Regions from separate parts of the Mus musculus genome. Here regions 2 and 3 are each linked to region 1. The links are chromatin contacts, called in public promoter capture Hi-C maps. All regions are on one chromosome and are shown on one strand. The core of a region is the stretch at or near the end of the contact, and the rest is flanking DNA. Distances in the headings are between cores, read along the strand shown. Region 1 holds the start of Ovol1 (ovo like zinc finger 1). Region 2 holds the start of Batf2 (basic leucine zipper transcription factor, ATF-like 2). Region 3 overlaps Gm550 (predicted gene 550).

The links. Promoter capture Hi-C pulls out the DNA fragments that hold promoters and counts their contacts.
Region 2: a contact with region 1 is called in a promoter capture Hi-C map of liver, with 4 times the contacts expected there. A contact is called at or near these places in 7 of 39 promoter capture datasets (the C10 cell line, the SN4741 cell line, hippocampal neurons and 3 more), 1 of 130 datasets of targeted methods (double positive thymocytes) and 1 of 9 other capture datasets (liver).
Region 3: a promoter capture Hi-C map of neutrophils shows a contact between it and region 1, with 5 times the contacts expected there. A contact is called at or near these places in 8 of 39 promoter capture datasets (the C10 cell line, the SN4741 cell line, cranial neural crest and 4 more), 1 of 484 Hi-C or Micro-C datasets (B cells) and 1 of 130 datasets of targeted methods (bone marrow-derived macrophages).

Annotation. Positions count from the first base shown.
Region 1 is chr19:5,558,355-5,562,780 of GRCm38.p6, forward strand. Ovol1 (ovo like zinc finger 1) reads right to left here and starts at 2,221. Exons shown (of 4, transcript NM_019935.3): 1 at 1,847-2,221. The coding sequence starts at 1,946. It also overlaps a transcript of Ap5b1 not described here.
Region 2 is chr19:6,161,874-6,166,299 of GRCm38.p6, forward strand. Batf2 (basic leucine zipper transcription factor, ATF-like 2) reads left to right here and starts at 2,566. Exons shown (of 3, transcript NM_028967.2): 1 at 2,566-2,680. The coding sequence starts at 2,642.
Region 3 is chr19:6,095,387-6,099,812 of GRCm38.p6, forward strand. Gm550 (predicted gene 550) reads left to right here. Exons shown (of 6, transcript NM_001362427.1): 4 at 1-80; 5 at 2,268-2,334; 6 at 2,468-2,855. The coding sequence ends at 2,698. Among named protein-coding and RNA genes, the nearest start is that of Gm550, 3.2 kb to the left of the region's middle.

The sequences.
Region 1 (4,426 bases), core at 971-3,470:
CGTGCCCAGCCAGCTCCTGGGACCATGGTTGGCTGCTGGTGGAATGGCTCAGCCGGGAGACAGAACACACCCCCTGCACTCCGGCCGTCTGAGGCATCCAAGCATAGAACAGCTCCATTCCCCTTTTTATTTCCAAAACTGTGGGGAAAACTGTAGCTCCTGGGACCACCTGACACAGGAAGGAAAATTAAGCCCTGCCGCTCCTACCCACAAGTCTCTTTCAACTCAGCGATGAGGGGGTTCTTACAAGAGCTTATTTTCCGCCCTGGGCAGTCCTGAGAGAGGGAAGCACCTCCTTAGGACAGCAGTCGTAGGTGGCACTGACTATCCACCTAATGGGACAGGCCATGGGACCAGGTCTCTGGTCTTCATGTCCCTCGGATCTGTTCAGGGGGGCAGGGGGAATTTCTAGAACCCAAGGAAGTCTTAATAATTTGAACTAGCTGAAAGTCAGTGGACGGTCTGTTACTGACTGGGATGGGAAGTAAAACTAAAAACAACAGCACTCTGAGCCTGGCTTAACACAAGCTCACCTTTAGCACAGTCCAAGTTCAGGTTATCAGATCCCAAGGAGCACCTAAGCAGCACGCCAAACACGGGATGGGGAGGAGGCCGGAGCGAGGAACCAACGGGCTGTGTCCCTCAGCAGCCCTTCTGGAGGTGGCGCACCGGCCAGAACATACAGCCAGGCAGAAATCACAAAATCCCAAGCCCACACCTCAGGGCTTTTACCTCCTGCTCCTCCACATTGGAGATTCTAGGGCCTTCTGGCCCATTCCCTCCTTTAAGCAGCCTTCAGAGTAGCCATACAGCTCCTTAGTAAGGTTCACTTATAAAACATCCTACCAGCCATCGGATCCTGGACGGTCTGACACAAAACACCATTACGCCCAAGACAGCTTTCCAAGAGGGAAATTGAGGCAAGAACCCGCACAGGGCCCCTCACTCACCACCCTCATTTCCCCTGCTTTCTTAAAAGCCTGGGTGGAGCCAGGGAACCTGCAGATCAAGGGTCAAAGTCGGTTGGTTAATTACCGCCTCCCCCTCCCCCCTTGGAGGCGCAGGGCAGTAGGCTCCTGCCCCACCCCCCAAGATAGGGGAGGGGAGTTTTGTATTGGGAGAGAGGGGGCAGAAGTTTTCTAGGGTCTCAGAGGAAGATGCAGCTGGAAGAAGAGACAATTCTAGCAACTCAATTCTAAGTTGACGTGCAGGCTGTCAAGGCGTCCTCCCTAAATAAACTAGGTACACTGGCTTCCTGGAGTACCTTACGGCTCTAAGAACCATCTTTTGCTTAGTGTCCTCCACGAGCTGAACCGAGGTGGGACTGTCTCAAAGGCAAGCAAGGTACATTGGGTTTATTTCCCAGCAGCTCCTGGACCGTCAGGCAGGAGTCCAGGGAAATTCGGTGGTCCTGAATCTGGACCCTCATTTCAATACCACCAAAGTTATGGGGCCAAGTTTTCTCTTACAATGTAGCCCAAGTTTCAGCGGAAACTCCAGCTCTGCTCCTTTCCATTCCCTGGCCCTCCCCTCCAAAGTGGCATCGCTCCAGTGCTCCTCTCCTGCCTCATGAAAGCCCGGGTTTTCTGGATTTACGACACGAGAGCCGGAGGTCGCCTGAGCGGTGACACACCCCACTGCGTCCCCTGTAGCGCGGCGCGGGCAGGAGATCCCGGGCCTGAGAGCGGCAAAGCCTCGGTTTGGAGTCCCCTTCCCCCACCCACGCTCCTTCAGCGCCGGGGGTCGAATCGCGACGAGAATCTGCGTCCCCACGCTCGACTGACCGGCGCCGACCGCTGGTCCGTGCGCCCCGCCCTCCCGGCGCCGGGAGCCCGAGGCGCCTCACCTGGCACGTAGATCTCGCCGCGCTCTTCGTCCGGGAGCTCGCTCCAGTTCCTCTTGCACGTGGAGACGCATGGCTTCTTCACCAGGAACGCGCGAGGCATCTTCAGTTCCTCCTGGCCCGGCGCGGTTCGCTCTGGTAAGTCGAGTTCGTGTGGTCGTCCCACCTTTTCTTCCACCGGATCGGGGTTGAGGCGCGGGAATAGGGACAGTTCAAGGAAAGAGTCGCCGAGGCGTGTCCACGTTCTTAGGACAGAGTGTACCAGGGACCACGCGTGGCGTTTCCAACTACGCCGAAGGTCGCCGGTGTCCACAGAGAGGGTGCAGCCAGGTGCACCGGGATCGCAGAAGCGCTAAGCCAGCGTCCTTTAGCTCGACTGGCGTCCCCGCGGCTGCTCGCGAAGTCTTCAAGTGCGAGCTGGACGGACGGGTTCACGCTTTATTGGCTCGCGGCGGTGTGTGTTGGTGGCTCGGGCGGGGGTGGGGTAGGGGTGTTGATCTGATCTAATTAGCTTGGAGTGGCCGAGAGAGCGATGGCGCATGCGTTGGGAAATAACGGTGACAACCCACCTATTTGTTACCTGTCGAACCGGTTTCCATTCCGCTGCGGGTGAGGTGGCCTCGCGGCCCGGGCGGGGTGGCACGACGGGGGCAGGGTTAGGGGGCGTGCTCCGGTCCCCACACCCAGAAGCACCCGGCCCGCCCCGGACCTCCCCTGCCCAGCGTGCTCACGTTTGCAAACTAGAGTTTCGGAGGGAGCGGGCACGGAAAGGGAGGGGAGGGCAACGTTATTTGCACCGGCGCTCGCACGCTCTGTGGGCGATGACATAAAACTGGCCCAACAGGTCCGGGCCCAGCCTGGCGCGCCCGGGGCGCCGGGAGAGGCACAAAGCCGCGGAGCGGGAACCGGCGGTCCGGGCCCGAACCCAGCGGCCAGGGATCCCCAAGGCCAGGGTGAGCAATTCTTGGTTCAGCGGAGAGGTATTTGCTGGGCACCGGGTTCCTGCGGAAAGGCACGCGAGACGAGAGGTGCGCGTGGACCGGGAGGCTCGGATGCGCCTGTGAATCCAAAGCTGGAGCCTGCCTTCTGGTTTCGAGGGCGATTAAACTGCCCTGAGTCCAACCTAACCCAGGCCAGCACCTTGGCATATGGGCGGGTGTATTCGCCCAAACTCTCCTGGTCATAAACAGCCGGATTTCAGATTCTGAAAACCTGGAAGAGGCTCTGGGATAATGACTCCAGCTGAGTGAGATCTGACACAGTCCTCTTGCCTGTTGCAACCAGTGTCCTCCCTGGGTGGGAGATCAGCAAGCAGCTCCCCCTCCACCCTGCTGTACTCTTCAGCAGGCCTAGTTGGAGCTATGCCCCACCCCCATTGAACTGAGAGTGTTCCGTGGCCTTCGTGTGAGCCACACTATGACACTTTGGCCGTGCTGGGTTGCTTTTACTGGCTGACCTATTAAAGGCAGGGATGGAACCTGCAGTTAAAGGCTGCTAACATTTTTAGACTCCAGACTTCAGTACACCTGTCTCACATAGTGTTAAATGTTTGCCGGAACAGACTGTGAGGAAATTAGTCTGATAAATTAATTCACACAGTTCAAAAGTCAGGAGTCACAGGTGGATACGGTTCATGCTTGTGATCCCAGCTTGTGGGAAGCTGAGGTAGGGAAACTGAGTTAGAAACCAATCTATGTTTCATAGTGAAATCCTGTCTCAAGCAAAACAAAAGAACTAAAAGAAAGGCTGTCCATGTGAGTCACAAGGTACTTGCCAGTAAGTGGGGAGACCTGTGTCCAGCTCCCAGGACCCACAGAGTGGAGGGAGAAAGCTGATCCCTCAGGTGCTCTCTGACCCATGGCACAGTATGGAACTGGTGCGTGCTGGCACACACACACACACACACACACACACGCACAGTAGTTGAGAGGGAAGTCCTTAATATGGTCTCTGAGGCAGTCACTTGCAGAGGACATTTCAAACGTGGGAGGACTTGTAGAGACCCCATATATTTCCCCATATTTTTGTGAACTCCCTGGGGTGGATGAGGAGAAAGTACAGCTTGGGGCAGCCCTGCAGAGACACTAGCCCCCTCCTCACTGAGCAGGAAGTAGACTGAGTTTGATCAAGGGCCTTAAGTCTGTTCCTGGAGGATCCTATCACCCCCCCACCCACCTCCCGGGTTTCCTGGGAAGGTGACAGGACTCTTCTGAGCCATTAAGATTTGCCACTTCCCCTTGCTGTCCCCAGAGAGCCGTCTGTCATAGCCCACACTTCTGTACCCCCTTTCACTCTGATTTGGACCTTGCTCGGTAACTAACATTAGTTGAGCACCTACTGTATGCTTATCTTTAGCAATAAATCCGGGGACATCAGCACTGATTGGGACGCAGCTGAACTTGGCTTTTTTTTTTTTTTTTTTTTTTTAGACAGGCTTTCCTCTGAGTAGCCCTGGCTGCCCTGAAATTAGCTCTGTAGACCAGGCTGGCCTTGAACTCACAGAGATCTACCTGCCTCAGCCTCCCAAGTGCAGAGATTAAAGGCAGCCTGGTGGGTTTACATAGTACTTCTTGAGCTTCTTCA
Region 2 (4,426 bases), core at 1,316-3,815, 600 kb after region 1:
AATGACAAACAGTAGTAGCAGCAGCAGCAGCTGCCACCACCAAACATGGTAACTCACTAGGCAGAGGCATTACGTTAAGGCCAGCCTGATGCACATAGAGTCCTAAGCCAGCCAGGGCTACCTAGTGAGACCCTGACCTAGATAACAAGAACACAAAGCTCTGCCAAACGATAGAACTTGGTGCTACACACCTGGAATCTCAGTGCTCTGGAGGCTAAGTCCAAAGCATCTCTGAAAGTTTAAGGCTAGCCTGGGCTACACAATGAGACCCTGGCAACCCTTAACAAGAGCTCAACCTGCTGTTGTCTTGCTTTGGGGCTTTTCTGCCTCTAGAGCTATGGGGAATAAGCACTGTGTAAGCCATCCAGGCTATTGTGTTGGTGTGAGGTGATGAGGTCCCTGGCTGAGCGAGGGGTCAGGGCGTGTAGTCTCACTGGTCTGGAAGTCCATCCACCTCTCAGGGAAGCTTGCAGGGCCATTTAAGGTTAAACATTACCCTGTACCCATCCCCGCCCGCCACTCCCTCTCCCTTCTGAAGATCAAGCCATAAACACCCCCCTTTCCTCTTCCTCTGGAGATGTGGTCTCCCAGGAGGAGGCGCCCCTGTAGACTGTCCAGTTCTCCTGGAAGCCCCTGGTCTAGGAAGTCAAGGAGTCTAGTTAGAACTGCAGGCTGAAGCAGGGACACTGGGCCCTAGTCTTCTCAATAGGTGTTTTTTGGGGTGACGTCATACCCAAGCTTCCTCCAGATTGTTCCCCTGTGGAGTTCACAGACAGGCTTAATGAGCCCCTCAGGTGCTGCATCCAGCCAGCGCCCTACCCTACCCGATGTCTGGGAGACAAAAATAATTCCAAGAAATGGGTAGCCTAGGTCAACCCATTTCAGCCCCTGCCCCCAGGGCTCTCAGAAGCAAGGTGATAGGGTCCTGCTGGCACGTCCAATCTCATCGACCCAACAGTTTCAATTATGAATATGTCAGCGATCCTAGAATCCAGATCCACTGCAAGTCTCAAAGAGAAGATGCACCAGGCTGGGCAGTGCTTTCTAATAGGGAAGGGCTCTCTTCATCCTGTTCCTCCCCTTCAAACAGCTCTGTGGACTAGGAATGACTTTATCATCCACAGCAAAGGGATCACACACAGAAGGTATGGATGATAAATTTGGTGGGCAGAGCACCAGGGCTCATCTCTTAAGGCTCAAGCTGGCTTCAGGACCAGTTCTAGAGATGGCAAAAGATTCCTGTGTTGCATAACTCTGGTCATTACAGACATCACGACATGGCAGACACTACTAATCAATTGCAGTCTTTTTATTTTTATTTACTTTACTTATTTATTAAGAGACACCGTCTCTTCTAACCCAGGCTAGACCCCAATTCTGTGTAGCCATAAACTGCCTTGTCCTTCTGGTCCTCTTGCCTCCATTTCCCAAGGATTATAGGCATCTGCCACTGTGCCCAGATTTAGCACTTTTTGTTTTTTAAATATAAACTTGGACATAAAGATTCCTTTAAAAGTTTTATTTTGTGGGCTTGAGAGATGACTCAGCGATTAAGAGCACTGGCTATTCTTCCAGAAGATCCAGGTTCAGTTTCTAGCGCCTACATTTTTGCTTATAAATATCTGAAACTCTAGTTCCAGGGGCTCCAGTGCCCTCTTTTGGCCTCTGAGGACACGGGGCATATATGTAGGGCAGAGACATACATGCAAGCAAAACACTGGTATGCATAAATTAAATTTAAAAAGTTTAAATTCTTCATCATCAGTGGGACAGGGTCTCATCATTTAGCCCTGGTTGTCCTGTAACTTACTCTGTAGACCAGGCTGGCCTTTAACTCAGATACCTGCTGGGCTCTGCCTCTGAGTCCTGAGATTTGGAGGTTCGTGCAGTCACGAGCACTATCACGCCAGCTCTGATTGTTGATTTTTTGCATGAGTCCAACATCGGTCTCAGAGAGTTTGGAGTGGTCGTGTTGTCACAGTTCTTTTGTTATGCCTGGGAACTTTTATATTTTGAGAATTTTTAGTTCTTACTATGTAGCCCAGGTTGGCTTCAAACTCATGAATGATTCTCCTGCCTCTGCTTCTCCAGTGCAAGTACCACACCAGGCACACCCAGCCGCAGGCCTGGAAATTTGCTCCACCCTACCCATACCCTTCATAGATAAGGAAACCAAAGTTCAGAGAAGGTGAATCACCTTCTCAAAGCTGCACAGCTCCAGTGTGGACTGTGAACCTGGACTTTCTCAGAGACTATGGGGGCTCCTTCACGCACCCCACCCCAACCCCGCTTTTCCTCTAGGTTCTGTCCCTGGCATCCTGCCAGCCCTCTCCAGGATACGGTCTTGTTAACTGCTCCCATCTACCCTCCACCATCCTTCTTCTAGAGAAGGGGCCTAACCGGAAGGCTGCTCTTGTTAGGAAGTTCCACCCACGTGAGTGAGCGTGAGCGAGCAAGAGCCAGGGATTCTGGGCAGCCCATGGTTTTAGGAGAAACTGAAACTGGGTGTGCTAGGGGCGGAGTGGCCACTGGGGATTTAAAGAGCCACCACTTCCTTGGGCCTCCATAGGTCACTGGGAGGGGACAGCTGCTGAGGGGACATCCAGGACCAGACTGAACCTCTTTTCCCCTTGCCTAAGCCATGCAACTCTGTGGGAGTAGCGAGCTGCTGACTGAGACAGTGAGTACAGGGGACTAGGAAAGAAACGCTATGGAGAGAGACAAGGAAGGCTGCAGTAAGGTCACCATGATCTGTGTGACCTGGGAACTGGGCTGCACACTCCCATCTCACGGTTTAGTTCCTCCTGGGCACTGGAATGACTTCCTGGCGCTCACACTGCAGACCAGTCTCCAGCTTTGAACTTGGACCCTGCATGCGTGCGTACTGCTTCCTCGCAATCCATTTGCTCTCACCTTGCAGCGTTTCCCAGATCCTTCCCTTCTCTCTCTAGTCTCCCAAATCACAGCTGCCTTCTTTCCTCGCTGACTCTGTCTTTCTCCAGCCTCTATTCTGGTCTGAAGTTTGCCCTGAGGAGGATATAGCCACAATCCAAGGGACATGCAGAGTCCTCAGCCAGAGTGGCTGGAGTCTTGCCTGAGGTGGAGTGACAGAGACAGGGTCCCGCTCTAGGCATTTGACTTCAAGTTCCATTTAAGTTTTGTGGTCCCCGGGGTTGGAGGGCTCAGAGCTCTCAGGAGCAGTCCTCTCTGCCCAATGGAATCTCCATCAGTTCTAGGCAGCCGCCCCACTGCCCTGTGAGTGAGCATGGAGTCTTGTAGATCTCTTCTGTGCCAGGTAGGTGACATTCCTGCTTTGAGGAAAGATCTCGTGTATCCCAGGCTGGCTTCAAACTCACTATGTAGCCAAGTCTGGCCTGAACTAATCCTTCCATTACATCTTGCCATTTTGCCTAATTTTATTTGTTTGTTTTGTCTCCTCTTCCTACTCCTCCTTTTTCTTCTTCTTTTTCCCACTTCTGTGCCCTTCTAGTTTTGTGCCTGGTGCATAGTAGATGTTTAATAAATGTTTGTTGAAGGGATGGGGAGATAGCATAGTCAGTGAAGTACTTGTCTCGGAAGCCTAAAGACCTGAGCTTGGTCCCTAGCATCCATAAAGCACCTGGTTAGGTGGCAAGCACCTGTAAGCCCAGCCCTGGGAGAGGGGCGCTTGCTGACCAGGCAGCCCAGTCTTACTGGTGAGTCCCAGACCAGTGAGAGACTATATCTCACAAACAAACAACAAACAAACAAACAAACTAGGTGGGGGCCAGTTAGGAATGCTCACTGCTCTTGGAGAGGACCCGAGATTGGTTCCCAACACCTTCACGGGGCAGCTCACAACCAAATCACCTGTAACTCCAGCTCCAGGGGACTTAACACCTGCTTCTGGTTTCCAAGGGTACAGACACTCACATGCATACACAGGTCACCACATATACACACAACTTAAATTAAAAGAAGGCAGATGGCTTCTGAACATGAATGATACTTAAGGCTGTCCTCCTACAGTGTACACACACACACACACACACACACACACACACACACACACACAGAGGAAATTAAATGTTGTTTCAGTAAGTGAGTGCCAGCCCCTTTAGACTGAGTTGAGGACAGGCACATGGGATCATATCAGACCCTGACCCTGCTGCCTTTGTGGGGTTGTGGGCTGGAAGATCATAGGAATGGCAGCTCACTCTGGGGTGTCTACTCTCACCTTCTTTCCTTCACTGTCTGTGGACAGTTGGGAAAATACCATGTGCCTCTGTTCTACCATTGAGATTATTGCACTCAGAAGAAGCCAATGCTGACTTTTGAGAATGTGTGTTTGAGGTTGCTATGGTCTGGGTTCAAATCCCACCCTCCCTACTTATTAAGTAAGCTGTAAGCTAGACACGGGGTAGGGCTGGCGTTACTGTAAGGAGTG
Region 3 (4,426 bases), core at 1,410-3,909, 540 kb after region 1:
AATCAGTTCATTGATGAGGATGACTGGGGCCCTAGACGGACCTCAGAAGAAATAGAGCTTTTGCAAAGGGACTGCAGGAGGTGAGTTTCAGGGACAGATCAGTGGGGCAAAGTTTGCAGGACAGATTGGGGAAGTCAGATCTAGTTCTTAGCCGAGGGCTTGGGCTGCTGCTGTGGCTTTGGGTCTCCGCTTTCCTTGAATTCTCTGCCTGTCTTTTTTGTTGTCTTTATTCTGTCAGGGCCGACTCTCAAGCACAAGTATCCATGATCAGGATCTGTCCCACCCGTTAGCGACCATAGCTATGGCTGAGTCGCAGGAGTCTAATGTATTGAGCATTCTTAACTTTAACTGTCAAGAACTAGATGGGTAGCTGGTTGTAGAGGGGTTCTGTTCTGTGATGTCAGCCAATGGAGCTGGGGGTCTACTCAATTCCTCCTGGCAACAGAGGTCAAGGATGGAAGTGATGGCTCTCCTTCAGTCCTCCATGCCTTTGACCCTGGATCTGAACGATGCCTGTTTCCACTCACACACTTCTGGTACTGAGCTCTCGGGCAGGGCTGATTCAGGCTAGAAACTTTCAGAGTCCTGAACCAGGCCTTACAGAGCTCAGAGAGATGGCCAGCCTTCTCCCCTGCTCCGTGGAGACTGCCACCCAGGTAAGAAGCGGTCTGCTTAAGAAGAGTGGGCTGTGGGTGAGCTGTAACCCCAGCATTTGGATGGAAACAGGGAGATCAGGTGTTCAACATCATCCTCTCTGGGAATTCTAGGCCAGCCTGGGCTACATGAGATCTTGTTATAAATAAGTGAATAAGGTAGAGCGTGTAGATCAGGTGGTTAAGCGTTTGCCTTTGAGGAAGCTATGCTTCAAATCTCAGTATCGTAAATCTAGGTAAGACAGTGTGGGCCCAGAGTCAGCAGTGAGAGATGGAGAGAGAAAATCAAGAGTTCAGTGTCTAAAAAAAAAGTTTAAAAAATGCCGGGCAGTGGTGGTGCATGCCTTTAATCCCAGAACTTGGGAGGCAGGGGCAGGCAGATTTCTGAGTTCGAGACCAGCCTGGTCTACAGAGTGAGTTCCAGGACAGCCAGGGCTATACAGAGAAACCCTGTCTTGGAAAACCAAAACCAAAAAAAAAAAAAAAAAAAAAAAAAAAAGAGTCAGTGTCAGGGGCTGGAGAAGTGGCTCATTGGCTGCTCTTCCAGAGGCCTTGAGCATCCACATGGTGGCTCACAACCACCTGTAATGGTTAAAAAGAAGAGTTCAAGGTCATCCTGGTCTACGAAGCTTGAGGGCAACATGGGATTCTGTTTCAAAATTATTTGATTAATTATTTAAAATGTAATAAAAGGGCTGGAGAGATGGCTCAGTGGTTAAGAGCACTGGTTGGTCTCCCAAAGGCCCTGAGTTCATTTCCAGCAACCACATGGTAGCTCTTAACCATCTGTAATGGGATATGATGCCCTCTTCTGTCATGCAGACATACGTGCAAATAGAGCACTAATACACACGAATATACATGCATACCTACTTTAAAAATGTAATAAGAATAAAGAGAAGGAGCTGGAGCTATGGCTCAGCCAATTAGAGCACTGGCTGCTCTTACAGAGGATCTAGGTTGAAACCCCAGCATCCACATAGAGATTCACAACTATCTACAACTTTAATTCCGGGGAATCTGACTCCCTCTTCTGACTTCTGAGGGCACCAGGCACAGGAACAGACAAAACACTCATAATATAAACTAAGTAAATCTTTGTTTGCTTTTCAAGACAGGGTTTCTCTGTGTAGTCCTGCCTGTCCTGGAACTCACTCTGTAGACCAGGCTGGCCTGGAATTTACAGCTATCCACTTGCCTCTGCTGGGATTGAAGGTGTGCACCACCACTACTCAGCGGAAATAAGTAAGTCTTAGAGAAAATGCTGGTCCTGGGAGTCCACACTACATCCCAGCACCAGGAGGCTGAGGCTGGCAGGTCTGTGTGTCTGAGGCCAGGCTTGTCTACATAGTGAGTTCCAGGACAGCCAGGACTACATGGTGAGACATTGTCTCAGAAATAACAAAAAAGGAAAAAGAACAGGACTGGTTTTTCTGGGTTGTTAATGCAGGCTATAAAGGAGGACCAGTTTCCTCTGCAACGGTGATGGTGGGGGGGGGGGGCGGGGTGGATGCCTACGGAGGCACCAGCGACAGAGCTGTTGCAGGAAGTGTGTGTATTTTAGGGGTGACTGGGAAAAGGGCCTGGGGCTCAGGGGGCTCTCCTTTATCCTAGGCTTGAGGAATCACTGTACGCTAACCAAAGGGAAAACCTGGCCCTTGAAGAAAAGCTAGAGAACTTGGTGAGACCCTCAGCCCAAGAGCTATTCTTTGCCTTGGCTCCCCCCCCCCCCAGCCTTGCCCCTTTGCTCCTGAGGCTGAACTTAGTCCTGCTGGTTGGCCACCCACTTTAGTTCTTGTAACTCTTTGTCCTAGCCTACCGTGGTGTATGAGGACCTGGAGAGCATTATGATCATCCCAGAGGAATCCAGGCTCACTCAGGAAACAGATGAAGACTCGCAAGTCAAAGCAGAGGGACATTCAAAAGAAAGCAAGGGTCAGCCAGCAAGCAGAGGTCACTCAGGAGAAACCAGGGGCTACCCAGGAGGAAGCAGGGGCTACCCAGGAGGAAGCAGGGGCTACCCAGGAGGAAGTCCAACCTCTTGAGCAACCGAAGAGGGCTTCTGGCCTGCACTACTCCTTTGACACTCCCATACCTTTGCATGAAGCCACCTCATCCCCAGAAAATTCCACAGGAATGCTCCACCAGTCAGCCCCTCTTTAAGCCCCAGCAATAAAGATCACCACTGAATTGCAGAGCCAAGCATCCACGGGCCTTGGGTGAGGTGGACATCCAGTGGATCTGAGAACTAGGTCTCTGGACCTTCCTAACTCATAGTTCTGCCTTCAGACTCAATCAAGAATCTCTGATAAGTTCTGGGACGGGACAGGAAGGGGCTGTCCTCTCACCCTTGAGGGTGAAGGCTGTAATTTCAGAGTACAGACTAAGGTTGCGAAGAACCTCTTTTGTAGGTCGTGGGGTGTGAAGCAGGAAGGTGGTAGGAATTCCCAAGGGTTTAGAGAATGCATTTAGATTTGGGCTGTGACTGCTTTCAGTGTGTGCCCAGCCTGGGAGCCTCACTAGGCTCCACAATTCCTAAAGTGAGAGACAAAGTGTCTGTCTGAAGACCTACCTTCTTTCTTTCTTTTTGTTTGTTTGTTTGTTTGTTTGTTTGTTTGTTTTTCGAGACAGGGTTTCTCTGTGTAGCCCTGGCTGTCCTGGAACTCACTTTGTAGACCAGGCTGGCCTCGAACTCAGAAATCCACCTGCCTCTGCCTCCCAAGTACTGGGACTAAAGGTGTGCATCACAACGCCCGGCTCGGAAGTCCTACCTTCTAAAGCCTGGGGAGATGACTCAAGTAATGAAGCGCTTGTCACTCAAACTGAAGTACCTGAGCTGGAATCTCCAAAATCCACATAACAGTGGGATGCATAGCATGAGGAGGGGTCGTTATCCCAGCACTCCCGAGGAGAGATGAGAGGTAGAGACAAGAATCCTAGAATCCCTTAGGTCAGCTAGCCTGCCGGGCCCATGCAGTGTGGAAATAGCAAAGATACCTGGAGTGAGAATTTTTGGATTTGGTTTCTTTAAAAAACATAGAAATATTGTAAGAGTATGTTTTCATTTTAACCCAAGGTGTCGATATGGGGCTGCTTCAGTCCACAGCAGCTGCGATTTGCCTCATGCTCTAGCAGGGGCATGAATTTGCCAGCTGCAGACTAGTTTCTGCAATTGTGTGATGGCATTTGGATTTCTGGGAACTTTTCTGAGGATATACAAGTCTTAGGGCTGCTGAGAGGTAGTGTGGTTGGTTGGTTGGTTGTTGTTGATTGTGATTTGTTAATTGTGAGTATAGAAAAAAACAAACAGAAGAAATTAGATGTCCGGACAGTGAATATCATACTTGTCCCAGGGAACTTGACTTCCTGAATCTGCAGGAAGTGGCCCAACTCCTGACTTTATTCACGGATGTCTCTGCACTTCTATCTTTTTCTCTAGTGTTAGGGGCTTGAAAGGTTATAAGAAAAGAGATGAAGAAGGGTGGAAGAAAGAAGAACCCACAAAGTAGCCAAGACAGCGCCAGATACCTGTCTAAACTGACAGCGTGACCTCCATGGTATGGTTAAGAGAAAGCTTTGATTGTAGAGATGAGAGCGAGGACAGCCAGAGGCATTTGAAAGAGTCCCGAGCAGAGAGCGAAAAAAGTAAACTGGACATGGCCAGGGCTATCTATGAGGGAGGGGAACTCAAGGAGATAGAGTAGCATAGTGAGAGGAGGGGGAGGGAAGGGCGGAGGGAGGGAGAAGATAATGAGCATATCAAAAATAGCAGG